Linked DNA regions of Sus scrofa: region 1 is linked to region 2. The links are chromatin contacts, called in public promoter capture Hi-C maps. All regions are on one chromosome and are shown on one strand. Each heading gives the region's core, a stretch centred on a gene start, on an enhancer-like site or on the middle of the called end of the contact. The rest is flanking DNA. Distances are from core to core; before and after follow the strand shown. Region 1 holds the start of SKA2 (spindle and kinetochore-associated protein 2). Region 2 holds the start of MTMR4 (myotubularin-related protein 4).

Region 1 (5,253 bases), core at 2,233-4,732, 660 kb after region 2:
CACTCAATAAGTGGAGGGAAAAAAGTTAGAGAACAAAGATTATCTTACAATGAGCTTATTCCTCCATTAATAATGTTGATTGATGCGAAAACACTTTCCATTATTTTCACCAATCTTCCTTTAAATGTCCACTTCAGCTACTTGGTAGGATTGACCCTACTAAGAAATGAACTCAAATTCAGAGAGCTGAAACATAAATGTCTTGACCTCAAATACTAGACCACATAACTCAGATATTAGAATATTTCAACTCTGCTAGTCAAGGATCATGTTTAAAGACAAGTATTTAAAAATCTATATTTAATTTCCTGAATCAGAAGTTAAAACAAGCAAAAAATATTAAATTTTTTAATATAAGAGGATCAGGATATTTGTCTAAAAATTAAGATAAGTACTTTCTTTTCAAAGTTAAACAATAGGCATTCTATTTCACTTATTAAATATTCAACATTGGTTCCTCAACAAATCCTTTATTTAAGTAATATAAAGCCATATATCAGAGGAATGCACAGGAAATCATTTACCTTTAGAATATTAGCAAATAAACCAGTTCACAGACATAACATTTTTTTCACATGGCAAATCTAAAGAAGAGATGCAGTCCTTTATACTATCCAATCAATATAAAATGGTAATAATAAAACTATAATAACAGTTCAAACACAATTTTTAAACCCTAATGATTATGGAAACAAACTAATAATAAGCTCATAGTTTGAACAGGGAAAAGAAGAAAAAAAAAAAGGCTATGACTAAGTTACTTAAAAGCAATTTGTGAAGAAAAACCTGCTTTATTCTTTCTTCCATGAAAAGCATTTTTCCAAACTACTCCATCATTCAACTATCTAAAAGTTTAAGACTAGCTACCTCAAAATTTTCTAAAACCCACTTTTTCCCAAGAGGTACATGTACTTGTTTTCCCCTTAAAATGTGTTCAATCTAAAAAATATCCTGGAGGGTTCCCACTGTGGCACAGCAGAAACGAATCCGACTAAGAACCATGAGGTTGAAGGTTTGATCCCTGGCCTTGCTCAATGAGATAAGAAGCCGGCATTGCTGTGAGCTGTGGTGAAGGTCGCAGAGGCAGCTCCGTTCTGGAGTGGCTGTGGCTGTGGCTGTGGCTGTGGCCTAGGCCCTTAGCTGTAGCTCGGATTAGACCCCTAGCCTGGGAACCTCCTTATGCTGCAGGTATGGCCCTAAAAAAAGCAGGGGGAAAAAAAAAGCCATAAAAAATATCCTGGGAGAATATTGACTCTAATGCAAAATTCGGAAAAGGGTTAAGTAGTACCTCAAAATTAAAACCTGAAGGGGAAAAATACTGTTAAGAGCATAATTAGTATCACTTAGCATCCTATAATTAGTCAGAGATACCCATCTGGAGTGAGGAATAATAATGGAGAAGGCAAGACCATATTAACATCTTTGCCTGTTGATAGAATCGAACTACAATACTTAACATGTTTGCATTTCTGAAAGACAGTTAATGGTAAGAATAACAAAATTTTGAACTAAAAGTTAGGTTTGAAAAGCTGCCTTCTGGAGTTCCCGTCGTGGCTCAGTGGTTAAGGAATCTGACTAGGAACCATGAGGTTGCGGGTTCAATCCCTGGCTTTTCTCAGTGGGTTAGGGATCCGGTGTTGCCGGGACCTGTGGTGTAGGTTGCAGACGCAGCTCAGATTCCGAGTTGCTGTGGCTCTGGCGTAGGCTGGTGGCTACAGCTCCGATTCGACCCCTAGCCTAGGAATCTCCATATGCCGCGGGTGCGGCTCAAGAAATGGCAAGAAAAAAAAAAAAAAAAAAAAGAAACAGAAAAGCTGCCTTCTTTGCAGCCATTTCTTACCTTTCCAATTTCCACACACACTCCCCGCAAAAGAAAATTAAAATTTCAGAAACAACTGAAAGCAAATGAAAGTTGATTCTGTATATGCGAGACACTAAAACACTACAATTCATTTAATATCTTAGAAAAAAAAATACTAACATACATCAAGGTCTCAAACTTTCTGGGGGTGGGAATGGGGTGTGACGATGATACTGTTTCTTCCAAGATCACTACACGTTGCAGGTATTTAAGTGTTGCAGGTATTTAAGAGACCCAAGGTTCATCTTGAAGGAAGCAGCAAAGGCACAATGATACCTGAGCAGTAATGCCAGGGAATGGCAGTGGTAGGAGGAAAGGACTGCGATGGAGATGGCTTCTTTACTTAATCTTGTTATTTTCCTTTAACAAAAAAAGGACAGGAATTCAATAATGGATGAGCCCTCCAAATTCCACATTTTAAAGGAAGTCAGCCCAATCCAAACACATGTAATACAGGAGGGGAAAAGACTGAAGACAGAACAAGGGAACTAAAAAGAAAAAAAGCGCGGGCGACCAAGTGGGTAATTTAGGGATGGAAGGGAGAGAATAAAGAGAACAAGTAAGGCAAGGATCCAAAGGAGAAACTAGGACGGCCTGCAATTTGGCGCGCTCCTGCAGGCCAAGCAGCAGCAGGAGTCCTTTCCAGTTACTCGCCCCCGCCCCCTACTTTCACAATGAATGAAACTAGGCAACTCCAGAGCAGGGGTGCCGTCCACGTCCCAGTCCCGCCCGCGCTCCAGGAAAGGAGCTCCTGGTTCAGATTCCCTTCTCTCCCTCACCGAAGGGCCAAAGAGAAACGAGGAGCTTCCTTGGCCGATAGGAAGTTATGCACACAAGTCTAGAATCCTATCTCAGACTTTTTCAGCTTGCCGAGAATGTGACGGTTCAGTCCTAAAGGGATTTCTCTCCGCCCCTCTCGGTTTACTCCCACCCCACCCTCCATGCCCGTTTCTCGGAGTGCAAACGACCTCGCCCCTTCTTAGGGTGTAAAGGAACCATTCCAATCACGCCTTTTTGGTGGAAATACACAGAAGGCTGTCTGCACCAGCCACAGCTCCTTAAGAGGCGGAAAGATGAGGTCAAGGAACAAGGAATTCCAAAGGCCCCGCACCCTCAGCATCTCCCGCCATTTCCCTCACGAGTTTCCCGGATGTAACGCCTTTCCCCGTGGCGGTTAAAAGAAACCAGGCGGTGGCGACTCCCTTCGGTGCAGGAGGAGGGAGCTAGTCTAGTCCAGCCTCCACCACCCAGGATTTCCGGCGACTCCTAATTGCGTTCCACCTTGGAGGCCATCCGGGAAAAATGAACTACCCAGCAGATCTCCTTCACTTTACACTCACCATCAGTTCAAGCTTATCGACCTCCGCCTCCATGTTGAATAGTTGACATTCCTCAGACCACGGCGGCGGCGCTTAAGCCGTAAACCGTACTAGCACTGAGGGTCCCTATTGGACAGCTGTCACTCAACACCTCGCACTCATTGGTTCCTCCGCTTCACCAGTGCCCGCCCATTGGCGATTGGGAGACGCCCCTACGCATGAAACACATTTTCTTGTTGGGCGAGGACACAAAACGCCGCAGGAGGATTGGCTGCTATACATTTTTTTTCTTCCATTGGCTGCATCCTCATCTCTACTTTCAATTTCACAGTTAGAGTTCCTCAGAGAAGAGCTTCCGATTGGTGCAATTGGAAGAAGAGCCAACCAATTACACAAAAGCTTCCACAAGCGACAACGGGGACGTGACACACCTTTCCTCGGCTGCTTCCCCTCCACTTCGCTCCCGCCTTCCCCCTATTCATACTAGAAGCGCCTCAGCTCTGATTGGCCAGAACGTGGTGCAACCTCAGCCAGTCAGAAGCTAGGCTGCGCTCCTGCACTACGCAGAGAGCAAATGGTGAAGAGACAAAGGCTATGATTGGTCCCTCCACGATAAGGTCTTAATTTTGAATTTTTCTTTATGGCGAGGGAGCGGCTACTCCCGGGACGTCATCGAACCCCTGGCCTCTTAGACTAGTAAGTGCAGGGAGATCTTCTTTTGTTACCTGGGCTCGCATCTGCCATAGCTGGGCCTGTTGCTGCTTGTGTTCTTACGGTTTACTAAGGTGGGGACTTTGGCTGGACTCGGAGGGGAGATGGAGGTGTTCTGAGTTTGGGTAAGAAGTACTCCGCCTGGGTCCACTCTAATCGTACTTCTTTTTAATTAACGCTCTGCAAAAATATATTTTGGAGTAAAGCATCTGCCTTCCTTTTGCCCATTCCTTTACTTGCGGTTCAAAACGTGGTTTGCAAACCCAAAAGTACCTGCATGACTTGGGCGCTTGTTAGAAATGTAGATTATCTGGCTCCACCCAGACCTACTGAATCAGAATATGAATTTTTAATAACCCCTGTGATTATTTTGCACTTTAAGTTTGAGAAAGTACATTTCTTGACAGGGATGAAGAGCCAACCAACTACTGTGTTCCTTGATATAGTCTTAATATCTTTCGAGTTTCTATGAGAGTGGCAATTTTAAAATTATGCCCTGTTTGCTTTGTGCCTAGTACTGCGCTGGACTAAGCTTTAGGGAGCTGCAATCTCTTTAGAGAAACAAGACGGGAACTAAAAAAGCAATGCTGCACAACATAAAGTGTAAAATTAAATATAAGCAAATATCAGAAATAGCCCTATGGGGAGTTCCCATTATAGTGCAGCGGAAACGAATCCGACTTAGGAACCATGAGGTTAGAGGTTCGATCCCTGGCCTCAGTTAGTGGGTTAGGGATCCGGCATTGCCCTGAGCTGTGATGTAGGTCGCAGGCGCAGATCGAATCCTTCGTGGTTGTGGCTGTGGTGTAGGCCGGTAGCTGGAGCTCGGATTCGACCCCTAGCCTGGGAACCTCCATATGCCACAGGTGCAGCCCTAAAAAGCAACAACAACAAAAAAGACTTGGAGTTCCCGTGGTGGCGCAGTGGTTAACGAATCCGACTAGGAACGATGAGGTTGCGGGTTCGATCCCTGCCATTGCTCAGTGGGTTAACGATCCGGCGTTGCCGTGAGCTGTGGTGTAGGTTGCAGACGCGGCTCGGATCCCGCGTTGCTGTGGCTCTGGCGTAGGCCGGTGGCTACAGCTCCAATTCGACCCCTAGCCTGGGAACCTCCATATGCCGCGGGAGCGGCCCAAGAAATAGCAAAAAGACCAAAAAAAAAAAAAAAAGACTATCTCCAGGGAGTTCCCGTCGTGACTCTGCAGCTAACAGACCCCCATTAGTATCCATAAGGAGGTGGATTGGATCCCTGGCCTTGCTCAGCAGGTTAAGGATCCAGCGCTGCCTTAAACTGTTGTGTAGTCGCTGTGGCTGTGGCCTGTGGCATAGACCAGTAGCTGTAGCTCCAATTGGACCCCTTGC
Region 2 (5,555 bases), core at 752-3,251:
AAATGTTATGGGATCATTATAACACACACACACACACACACACACACACACACCACACCCATAGTGATATTCTGGCCACCTTGAGGGTGCTCTCCTGCTATATATCCAATCAGCTGTTCCTACAGAGGCTTATCAAAACAGCGGCACATTTGGAGCCAGAGAAGTCCCACAGTTTTAGTGGAGTCACTCCCAATAAAGCACCCACAATATTCAAGGAACCCATCAGGAAGTACAAGAATCTTGATATAAAGGAGGCCTGGTTTTTTGGACCAGGCCAGAGAGCTGCAACCAAGGACCCAAGAGAAGAGAAGTTCTGGCCATTATGAAGGGCTCAGGGAGCCAGTGTGGGGAAACCATGGCATAGCACGTGCAGAAAAAGACTTTCAGTGGCGTCCGGTACCAGTGCTGTATATTGGCTGATGACGTTTTGCAACCTAAAGAAACCCTAATTTATCTCCAGGGCAGATGAACCTGTTTGGTTGCTGAACAGAGTAGCCTGAAGCTCAAGGTCCAGGAGGGGCGGGTCAGCTTCATGGAGAAAGATACAAGGATTACAGAAAACACAAGCGTCTGAGAAAAGAGAGGGTACTCACCATTCTACCGTGGTGAGGGTCTGGCTGCCTTTTCTCACTGTAAAGACCCAGAGAAACACAAGAGTAAAGAGCACCATTAACACCACCATAGAATCAACAAACCATCACCACACATCTGCTCCTGAACTTCCCCACAACTCTTATTCACCTTCTTCACAGTGATTCCAGTCTCTCCACAACTCACCATGCCAGACAGAGGCAGTGGGAGCTACACGGGGAGAAAGCAACAAGTGATTCTGCAGAGCATGAAGGCAGCAACAAAGTTCTGGAGCAGGACTCAAGCATCCCGATTCCCGGACCCAGAAGGAGAAGTAAAACACTCCAAACCCTGTTCTTTGTGGGAGAGCAAAAGACCTGCCAACTCTGAAGAGACAGAGGCTGCACAGCCAGGACTCATTTCTGGCCCTGGTGGAAACATAAATCCACCAGAGGAGCGCACGGCCAGCCTCTGAGTCTGTGAGTAGCACCCACCTGACCTGTTTACTGGGGCAGAGTCCAGAGCAGAGGACAAGAGGGAGGGGACCACAACCTGTGATCAGAAGGCAGCAGGGCTGGACATGTTCTGCTGAGTGTACTTGACACCAAGTGGGGTGCAGGTTAGTGGGAGGAGTCCACACAATGGGGATAGAATCAGGCCAGTGCAGGCCTCAGAGTCAGTGAGCGTCAAATGGGCCCAAGCAACAGACATGTCAGGTTGAGCCGTCTGGGCCCACTTAGGGAGCCGGGCCCAGGTTTGAATGACACTTCTCCATGCCTGCTATTCGAGCTCAGAGGCAGTCTAGGAGTGTGCCTTGCCGAAGGCTGCGGCTACAAAAGCCTCCATCTGTGGTCCTACCCGCCTCCCTGATCACAGCCCACCCTTCCTCATGGGGGAGCCAGCAAGCGGCAAGCCAGAGGTGCTGCCTCACCGCCCACTGGCAAGCAGCCTCAAGGAAACGGAGGGAGAGAGAGACGAGAACTAGGCCTGGGAGACCCAGGGTTCCTGGACCTAGGGTATCTGGCCACGGGGGGAGGCGGGTCAGGCTGACAGGGGAGCTCAGGTGCCCAGGTTCTAGGGGCGGAGCCTAAAGACTCGGAGGCGGAGCCCCGAATGACAGAAGGCGGGTCTCAGGAAAGCCGGTGGGGCCGGGGCGGGGCCGGGCAAGACGCGGTCGTTGCGGTTCCCAGACTGGCAGTGTATGGGGCACGGTGACTCACCCAGGCGGCGTCCGCCCGACCCTCCGAAGCCGCGCTCTCACCACTTCCGTCTCCCGCAGCTGCTGAGGCCGCGCAGCTCCGACCCCCCACCACGGTGCCCCTCTCCCCAACCAATCCTATCTCTGGTCTGTGCCCGCCCTGGCCAATAGCCACACCAAGTCCCGCCCTGCCCCCCACCACGCAGCAGCCGCCCTCACTCTTCACACCGCTCATTGGTCAAGTGGGGCAGACGCCCTCCCAGTCTTGAGCCTATCGGATGCCGGAAGACAAGACTGTACTGGCAGGGAGGAGGCGCGGCGCCGAAGAGAAGACGCGACCAATGGGAAATCACAGCGCGTCCCTGCAGCAGCCAATGGGAGAGCAGTAAAAGGGGGGCTGCTGGTTAAGGCTCCAGGGGCCGGAAGTGGGGGCGGTCTGTCGCCTACTGGTAGCGCAATTGAAGGCGGGGCGTTCTCACAGCCACTTCCGGTGATCACCCCGCCTCTGGTGTACTTTTCAAATAGATCCCGGTGGCACCATTTCTGGTTTGATTTCACTGTGATCGTCCGTCCCAAAGCCAGAAGCGGGAGAAAAACCCCGAAAGCTAAGAGAGGGCTGAGGGCCTGAGGCTCCTTCTCGGTCTTCGACTGGCTGGGGGAGGTTTTCCCTTCTTCCGGACACCTTGACGTGTTCCTCCAGGACCTCACTTTTCATCCGCGAACCGACCCTGGTGTCCGTGACCTGAATCACATGCCATCAGTTTTGAGTAAAAATCTCTCACTTGAGAGATGAGAATGAGACTGCCACTAGCTTAGCTGCGACCTTCTGGTCTGAAAAGGCTGTGGAGAATAGTTGGCTCCTCTCTCGCTTCTCTCTGGCTCCTCCCCTTGCCTTGGGAGACCCCGGGGAGCCAGAACAGGCAGCAGGGCGGAGGGTGGCCGCTGGAGGTCGCCGTGTCCCAGCGATACCACCAACCCGACAGAAATGGTGAACAGTTGACTCAGATTCTCAACTGATAGCTTCAGTTTGGAAATGGGCCTGAATGCTTTAATACCAGGCCCTGGGGCCAAAATGTCTTCACGTGTCTTTTCATAGGACATTGGGACATTTACTACATTTAGCAACTTCCAGGAAAACTGGAACCTTATGTGTGTTCACTGCTTTAACTCGAAGATTTAAAACAGTATCTGCAACCTAGCAGATAGATGCTTGATAAATATTTGGTAAATAAATACTGAATTATTCCAGGACAATGATTGTATTTTATCCATTCCTGGCACTTACTATAGTGTTTGGTGATTACAGGGGTTCCAACATTTGTTCAGTGCGCTGGCCTAGGCTTCCTAGAGTGCAGAGCTCAATTCTGAATATCCCATTCCCCAAATCAGGAAATACAAAGCTGGGAGGCTATTAATACTGTGTTTTCTCAAGGTATCAAATCCAAAACTTCTGTGGAAGTACTGTATGTGGGAAAGATGAGCAGGGCCCCAGATAATAGATGCATGATAGATATGATCAGGAAGATGGTGGTGACTAAACCCTGCCTCTGGAGGGGAAGGTTCTCCCCACCCTCCCTTGGCTAGTAAAGGCCAAAACCAGCACCCTCCTCTGGCAGTCTTTCAAAACGGGTCCTAGGATCTTCTTGGTCTCCAGGAGATGGAAAGATATCGACAGAAACACCAGAAGCCACCTATAGATTTGTTAAACTTTATTTCTTCTGAGTCTCTGGGGAGGCAGCAGGGATGTAAGGTCAAGTGGCAGTAGCTGCAGAGGCCTGAGTAGAGCTGGTGCTGGGAGGGGCCGGCATAGCAGGAGGAAGAGGCGGTGATTTAAATATTCAAGGCTGAAAGCCAGCTAATGGGTCTCCTTCATCTGTCTTTGGATTTTGTGCAGCATCTCCTGCATCCGCCGCAGCTGGAACAGGCACATGCATCAAAATGGGACCTTTCAGAGAGTCCTATCATGTTAGGAAAGTGCCTGAAACCTCTAATCCCTTGAGCCAGGGCCTTGGTGGCCCTGAGTATAATGAAGTCCCAGGGTGGAACCACTAATCCACCAATCCAGGATCCAGATATATACCAGGGCCAGGGATCATCCTGTCCCCAAACCAAGAGACACTGAGGTTTATGCTTAAGCAGGGGTCCTCTCGGGCTGGCCAGCCCTACCACCTCATACTACTCTCACCTCCTCATCTTTCTCTCGGATCAGCCTCTCCGTTTCTGGATCTGTCCCTGGTGGAACAGCAGGGATGGGGAAGTCGGTACCACTCTCTCGGGTCAGTTTGCTGAGGGAAAGGGAAAATGGGGGGTTGGTAAGGCGAGGGGGACCCCAGCACCTGTTTGAATTGCGCCCAGAGCTTATAGAAGAACAAAGGAAGGGCTTGGTCTCACCCAAGGCTGCCCTCGGGACCCCACCCTTGCCAACTCTGTCCTGGCCTCTGGCCATACTTGCGATTCCGTTCTTTCACCACCAGGCGGGTCATGCTCTGGATGCACTGTGCCCGGTAGTTCTCATAATGTGTCTCCCGTGTCACATCCTTCAGGTCCTGCATGTGAGTACGCACCAGCATTGTCCTCAGCTTCACAAAGTCGCAGTGCCCTGGATTTTCCACTGTATAGCAAGGCTGGGGTCAGCCAGGGGCATGGGTGGGGTGAACCACTGAGGGCAAGGAGACACCTGGTCACAAGCTCAGTGCTTTACCTTCCACGATGCCCCAGGGGTAGAGCCGGCCTCGAACTCGCCGCCCTCTGGCCTCTACCACGGTGTTGCTGCCAATGACGGCAAATGGGATGCTTTCCTGGAAGAAGTTAGTGGTGCCTGTCAACACCTCCCATTCTCACCCGTTCTCTTCCACCTGTATCTTCATCGTCTCTGCTTCATTCTAGGAAGCCAGGATCCGCTTCCACCCCAATAGCCTACCCTTTAGAGAATTCTACTTCCCTCTTCTGCCCAGAAGAAACAAGCTGGGAAAGGGATGGCCTGGGGGTGGCCCCACCTTTAGGGCTTGGTCCTGTAATTTGAAGTCCTCATCCTCATCAGAGTCACAGTCTGGGAACTGGTAGACCTTGATTCCAAAGTGCTCAATCTCCTCCCGGATCTGGCAAACACATGAGGGGGCCCACAGTTCTGGGGACCCCGTCCGTTCCAGAAGCCCACCTGCTCCCCTCCCCCACCAGCTTCCCTCACTTTGCGTTTCTTGCGCTCCACTTCAGGAGGTGTCAGTGTGTCCGCCTTTGCCAAGATAGGCACGATGTTGACCCGCTGATGCAGGGCCTTCATAAATTCAACATCCAGTGGCCGGAGCCTGGGGAACAGGAATCTGTGACCACCTGCTAGTGGCAGCCCTGCCCCTGGTGCTCTTGGCCTGTTCCCTTGGCAGCACCCGGTGGTGTCAGGAGCCTCAGGCTCGGACCATACCCGTGGCCGAAGGGCGAGATGAAGTACAGGCAGCAGTGCACCCTGTTGTCTTGGATGTTCTTGCGGTTCAGGCCACTTTCATCTCGGAAATACTGCTCAAACTGCTGGTCGATGTATTCTGCCACAGGCTTCCAGCTGGGGCAGGGACAGACAAGCAGAAAAACTGTGGGAGTGGGGGCTGCCTAGTGAGCTCTAGGATTGCAGAGGAGCCCACACCCTGAGCAGTCTTTTCAAGCCTTGGCTATTCCCGGACTTGCTTTACTACATCTTCAGGGAGGTACCTGGCTGGGACATGCATCCTCATAGAAAATCAGACTGAGCACACAGGCAGGGGGTCATCAAATACTAGTCTGATGAGAGGGAGAGAGC

What was found. Promoter capture Hi-C pulls out the DNA fragments that hold promoters and counts their contacts.
Region 1: a promoter capture Hi-C map of fetal liver shows a contact between it and region 2, with 4 times the contacts expected there. The contact joins the promoter of SKA2 here to the promoter of MTMR4 in region 2. A contact is called at or near these places in 2 of 5 promoter capture datasets (fetal liver and liver), 1 of 47 Hi-C or Micro-C datasets (embryonic fibroblasts) and 1 of 2 datasets of contacts at active chromatin or transcription factors (skeletal muscle).

What each region holds. Positions count from the first base shown.
Region 1 is chr12:35,429,812-35,435,064 of Sscrofa11.1, forward strand. SKA2 (spindle and kinetochore-associated protein 2) reads right to left here and starts at 3,483. Exons shown (of 4, transcript XM_003131674.5): 1 at 3,202-3,483. The coding sequence starts at 3,234. It overlaps PRR11 (proline-rich protein 11), which reads left to right and starts at 3,883. Exons shown (of 11, transcript XM_005668999.3): 1 at 3,883-4,016.
Region 2 is chr12:34,769,314-34,774,868 of Sscrofa11.1, forward strand. It overlaps MTMR4 (myotubularin-related protein 4), which reads right to left and starts at 2,002. Exons shown (of 20, transcript XM_005668984.3): 1 at 1,791-2,002; 2 at 742-801; 3 at 594-630. The coding sequence starts at 596. It overlaps SEPT4 (septin-4), which reads right to left. Exons shown (of 11, transcript XM_005668982.3): 5 at 5,187-5,321; 6 at 4,956-5,073; 7 at 4,765-4,866; 8 at 4,470-4,566; 9 at 4,217-4,379; 10 at 3,954-4,053; 11 at 3,463-3,683. The coding sequence ends at 3,624.